Linked DNA regions of Acanthopagrus latus: region 1 is linked to region 2. Evidence: chromatin contacts called from public Hi-C data. All regions are on one chromosome and are shown on one strand. Each heading gives the region's core, a stretch centred on a gene start, on an enhancer-like site or on the middle of the called end of the contact. The rest is flanking DNA. Distances are from core to core; before and after follow the strand shown.

Region 1 (2,823 bases), core at 30-2,529, 190 kb before region 2:
ATGCAGTCATTATCTGCTCAGCCATGTGCCGATGGAAAGTTGAGTGAAGATTTGTAGTCCACGAGAACATTTCTAGAGCTTCACAGCAAAACAGCGCTGCAGCTTTCTCATAAACCCTTTCTCACCGATGGGGACTTGTTTTAAGACATAAAAAAAACAACAGTCTCAAGCAACCTCACAGTGTGACACTCTGTCACTCTGAATTTTGTATGAATGTCATTATCCATATGGTATCACCTGGTGGCCATATTTTTCTTTACCCCTGAACATACTGTAGCCTGACGAGCCAGTTCCCCCCGCTTCCATCCTTTCAATCTGCTACCATCTAATGGCTGTATACCGTAGCTTCACATTTGACAGATTATCTTGAGGGTCATGCGGATCTTCTCATCTATCTGTGAATGAGGAAGCAAATGAGTGCTTTCCTCAAAAATGTTTGCGGCTAACATTAACAGCATAGGATTGATTTCAATGGACTTGTGAGTCAGCAAACAGAGAAAGAGAGCAGAAACAAAAGTGCCCTGCTCGAAAAAAAAAACAAAAAAAACTACATCACCAAGTGTAATCCCTTAATGACTTAATGGCTTAATGCACAAAACCACACAAGCTTTTCCTCAGTGTTCCCATCCGTTTGACTTCCACATGGTCTATTAAAGAACACTTGGGATATTAAATCACCATCTCTTGGAGTAAAGACGGCTCCATCAACGGCTGCCACATGCTGAAATATCTCCAAACAGCATGGCACTGATAATACACCAGCAGGAAGCGACCTGCCTCACAGGATGTGATGGGTGGGGATCACACAAGACGCCTCAGCAGTTGAGTGTATGTTCCTTTTCCGTCTCACAAGCAATTTATCATGATCTTTGCACACCTTTTCATTTACATTTAGGACATTAAGTCCAAATTGATTTACAGTAATTCATACATACATTCATACCCTGATGGTGGCGGCTGCTATGGAAGATGCCAACCAGCACATCAGGAGCAGTTTTGGAGTTCAGTATCTTGCACAAGGACACTTTGACATGCAGACCAGGCATGTCCCCCCCCCCACCCCCGTTTATTTCCACACAATTTTTTTCATTTCTTTTAACATTTTCTCATTCATAAATATACAACTTAATATTAATAAAATCTCAAATCTTAAAAATAAAAAATACAAAAAATATATACATGCAGTGGTCACAGGAGTTTCCATTTCTATTTAAGAGAACACCGGAAGTGTTTTTTCCCAGTCGACGCTTTTATTCTGAAAACCTTGTTCCCGGAAGCCATGTCATGTTATTGCAGCTGAGCGGAGCAGAGCACAGCTGTTGGGAGTGTGCCGGCCTGGTTTTGGGTTTCAAACCTCAGTGTTTCGCTGTAAAAGAGAGTGGCAGGGTGTCGTCTCCCCGCTGCGTGACCTTCTCTCCAGCCACGTCCCTCAGCGGCCGCCTTCGCTCCCCCTCAGCCGGTGTGTCGGGTCCACGACGAGGATAATGGTCCTGTCAACATCACAACAGGTCGCCCTGGCGTTCACGGCCGTGCTATTCACGTTCGTCGTCCTGCCCAGGTTGTTCGGCGTCGGCGGCGGGACGGGAGCGAAGGAAAGTAGATTCGACTCCCGCTACAGCAGGAAAGGTAGGACACTCACCGCCGTCGCAGAGGGAAACATGTCACACGGGGGGGGCGGCTAACATGGCTACTGCCCTCCGTCCACTCTACGTGTAGCTAGCATGTAAACAAGGACTCCTGCTGCTAGAAGTCTACACACACTTTACGGTCTGGGCAGAAAAGGGTTTTTTCGGCACAGCGACCGGAACCCAGCGTGTGGTTGCTCACTACACATGTTCAGCGCCATTTAAGTCGAAAAAGAAGTCAGTCCATTAAAGGTGCAGTCCACTGTTAAACACGCGCTACTGCATGCAGTGAAGTGATGATGGACAGTAAATAAATATAGTCATTCACATCTTATGAGATGGGTGTGTGTCCTGCAGCTGTGGCTCATCTGCTGCCTGATGTCATACATGTCAGAGGGGTTGTAGTTGTTTGGGTCAGCAGGAAGCCATTGTGGCTAACTCACCTTTAAAGGGACAGCTCACCCTAAAATCAAACTGCATATGTTCCCTCCTGCCTCTAGTGCTACGTATCCATCTAGACTGCTTTGGTGTGAGTTGCGGAGTTTAGCCTGAACAGCCGATCGGAGTGATTTCTATCGCCAGCAAACCGTTGCTGATCCCTCACGTTAAATCATCCAGAAAGCCTCCGACAAGAGGCATCCAACCCCCATCACTTGTTTCTGCTCTGTTTAACTTCAGCGAGAGGGTATGGTCACAGCATTGCATTCATGTTTAGACAAGAAACCCCACCGATCTTAACAAGCAGCTCTGTGCCATCACTGCTTGGTTCAATATGAACAAGCAAAGGCGGTGCAGAGGCGAGCCTCGGTTGCGGCTCTATTGCAGATCCACTGTTTGAAAAGGGGTGTATGACAGTGGTGCTGCATTCAGAAACTGAAGACCCAAATTACTCAAAATGCCACTTTTCTACATAATGTTGCAAAATGTCCAGATAACAAGCCTCTTTCCTCACCGTACTCTCAAAATCTGTCCCCCTCTTTGGTGCTCATCATGTTGTTCTTGGAGCAGCAAGTACAGGCCCCGGCGCAGTGAGAGGTCAGCCCATCAACGTGAACGCCCCCGGTTCACCCCAGACCCCCGAGAACATGCAACAGATGAAGAAGCTGATGGAGCAAGAGCTGAAGAGCGACAAGTACAAAACCAACAACAACAAGGGCTACGTGTTCACGCTGATGCCTCTCTACGCCATCGGCGTCGG
Region 2 (3,139 bases), core at 288-2,787:
CGGCTGGGTGGTGAAGGCAGGCGGCTGAGGAGCGTTTGACACTTTTTGGCGCTTCTTGCGCCACACAGCCGCCTCCTCGTCCGACGAGTCCGGGTCACTGTCACTGGACTCCACCGTCCTACCAGCGCTGCGGTAGGCGGCGGCGGGGGGCTGGGCAGCGGCTCTGTTTTGGAAGGACTGGCCGCTAAAAGCTGGAGGAACCTGGGGTCGAGTTAGTGCTGCTGCAGCGGTTCCCATCTCGGTATCCGAGCCGGACCCGGAGATCTCTCCATCTTCCAGGTCGCCGTCCATTAGCTCTCCACCGTCCGCCATTTCTTGACTGGAGACACACCAAAGATAATGGCTGTTCACTGACGTTTCAAAGCATCAGCTAAAGTTATGAGCCAGTCATTAGCGACAACAGCTAACTCCACACAATTAGCAGCTAACAATACCGCTGGAGTTGATATTAAAGCTGGCAGAGAATGAAAAGTCTCTGTATTAAAAGAGAAATACCTTCAATTATGTGACACAGCAGCCGACTCTCTGATCCTCATGGAATGGTATTTTAGCGCTGCATGGCTTTTCCAGTGACTGTAAAAACTGCCGTGTAGAGGTGTCAGTCACTGGACCAACTTGAGACCCTCGGAAGAAAATTCGCGCTAGGTTAAAGCCACAGTTCCGGCCTCCAACTGTCAGGCCCTTTCAAAATAAAGGTAATGACAAACTACAGAAGTAGCGAAGGCGTTAAAAAAGTTACTATGCCGAAAACTAAATGTTTAGATACATGATTAATTATATAATTAAATACTTAAATAAATGGATTCATATATAATTACACAATAGAATTCTTAAATCATTAAACATATTAATATTTTTTAAGTCAATGTCTAATTCCCATCATAAACGAAAAAAATCACAAATTAAATCATACATTAAATATAATGTGAGGGGAGTATTTATTCATGTATTTATTTATTAATTCATTTACTGATTCATATATTTTCACTCGTTCAATCTCATTCACATATTTATTGTATTCACATAAGATCAAAAAAGACTATTTAATACCATCAAAAAGACTTTTCAATACATTTTTTTATTTTGAATTGACAGTAACTGAGACTACATTATTTCTGGTTTCTTTGGCATTATCATTTTTGCTGATATTGCAGTGCTGCGATAAACACCTTTTTTCATTATTGATTAATATGACTCTTATTTTCTGGAGTAACTGATTTGTTGTTTGGTCCACCAGATGTCAGTAAATAATTGAAAATGTTAATCAATCACTTCCAGCGCAAGATAGCTGCCAAATGTCTTTTTTTTCGCAACCCAAAGATGTTGAGTTAACTGTCACAGAGGAGTAAAGAAACCATAAAATGTTTACATTTGAGGAGCTAAAATCAAAGAGTTTTTTTCATAAAAAAAAAAATACTCAAATCTGATAGTTAACAACTAATCGATGAATATGATAAGTGGAGCTCAATGGTAGTGTTTTTACCTAATGCTAAAAAAAGTCCTCTGGGCTTTTTATTTTTTGAATCATATTTTCGCAATCCCCGGCGGAAGTTGCGTGCTGATTGCGTCAGTGAAAACGGCACATGCGCTGTGTGACAGATAAACAACATGGCGGCGTCCGTACAGCGTCTCACACTTGCTGGGAGATTTCTCCTACAAAGACATTTACTGAAGACAAATTCTTTAAGCCGGGTAAGACGAATGTATTTAAAGACATTTTTTCGACATGTTTGTCTTTTTAAAGTCTCTTGACAGTTCTCAGTTTACAGTCTGACGTGGGGAAGCCTCTGTATGATCCGCCAGGCTCACTGTTTGCTAACAGTAAAGTTAGCTAAAACCTGAGACAAACTCGGCTGCTCCAATATTAAAGTAATGTTGAAGTTTACTCCGTGTTATTAGGTAAAACTGTCGACGACGTAGGTTAGTTAAATTCATCATCTCTGACAGGTTACGTCACTGTGCTAAAAGTGTAGTATCATCATGACTGACCGTTAGTTCCTGTGCGTCCTCCACCTACAGTTCACAGCAGGACAGCACAGACTCTTGGCCACTCAGGCTGCTCAGCAGGTGGCTCTGAATGTCCCAGAGACCAAGGTGACCACTTTAGAAAACGGACTGAGGGTGGCTTCAGAGGACGCTGGGCTTACTACCTGCACAGTAAGTCTGAAATTATCCCCCTAACACACAAACACACACACACACACACACACACACACACACACACACACACACACACACACTTACACACACTTGCTGTTTGTTTCCCTGGCCACGGTGAAGTATATACAATAATAATTCAGCCTACAGGAATATAAGAAAATCAATTTGGGGGTTATTGTCACACTGTAGAAAATAAATAGAATACATTTCCTCTGACAGAAGTTCTGCAATGTGAAATATTGTTATCATCTGTTGGAGGTTGTACAGAATAATTGGATCTCCAGGTGGTGATTCTTCTTTCGTTTGTATTCATGATTTATGATTTCAATAGTCATATTATATCAAGGCTACGAGTTCAAAAGTAAGTATGTAGTAAGTAAGAAAGTAAGTACAAAAGGTTTATCTGGATGTTTGAAAAAACAGTTTAGTACCATCACCACAGAAGTTTCAGTTACCATATTTGTCAGGAGCTCTACAATAGCACACTGGCAGCAGAGTGAGAGGATGTTAATAACTGTATTGTTATTACTGCCTACTTCTAGGTGGGCCTGTGGATAGATGCTGGGAGTCGCTACGAGAACGAGAGAAATAATGGCACAGCACATTTTTTGGAACATATGGCCTTTAAGGTAAGATGGTGATGGGGCTGTAAAGCTTAACTTTGGCTAACTGGACTCACTGGTTTGTCTCCTAATGTTGCTAATTTTTACAAGGACAGTTATAATGTTTGCAAAACGAAGAATTCGTCAGGGTTGTATCATGCAAAAATAATTTAATAAATGTAATATTTATTAAAAGAAACAATATGATTTTTCTCTTGTCTTCAACAATGCAAAAGAAATATTCCCAGGCTCATTCACCTGAGTGTGTGTCTGTGTGCATGTGTGTGTGACAGGGCACCAGGAAGCGTTCCCAGCTGGATCTGGAGTTGGAGATCGAGAACATGGGCGCTCATCTGAACGCCTACACATCCAGAGAG

Evidence for each region. A called contact is a pair of places that touch in the nucleus more often than the background predicts.
Region 1: a contact with region 2 is called in a Hi-C map of muscle, with 3 times the contacts expected there. The contact joins the promoter of ccdc107 here to the promoter of pmpcb in region 2. A contact is called at or near these places in 2 of 4 Hi-C or Micro-C datasets (both in muscle).

Annotation. Positions count from the first base shown.
Region 1 is chr14:4,447,589-4,450,411 of fAcaLat1.1, reverse strand. It overlaps ccdc107 (coiled-coil domain-containing protein 107), which reads left to right and starts at 1,279. Exons shown (of 7, transcript XR_005079017.1): 1 at 1,279-1,626; 2 at 2,634-2,823.
Region 2 is chr14:4,255,795-4,258,933 of fAcaLat1.1, reverse strand. It overlaps pmpcb (mitochondrial-processing peptidase subunit beta), which reads left to right and starts at 1,537. Exons shown (of 13, transcript XM_037122463.1): 1 at 1,537-1,692; 2 at 2,020-2,157; 3 at 2,703-2,789; 4 at 3,056-3,139. The coding sequence starts at 1,609. phax (phosphorylated adapter RNA export protein) reads right to left here and starts at 657. Exons shown (of 2, transcript XM_037122465.1): 1 at 496-657; 2 at 1-319. The coding sequence starts at 312.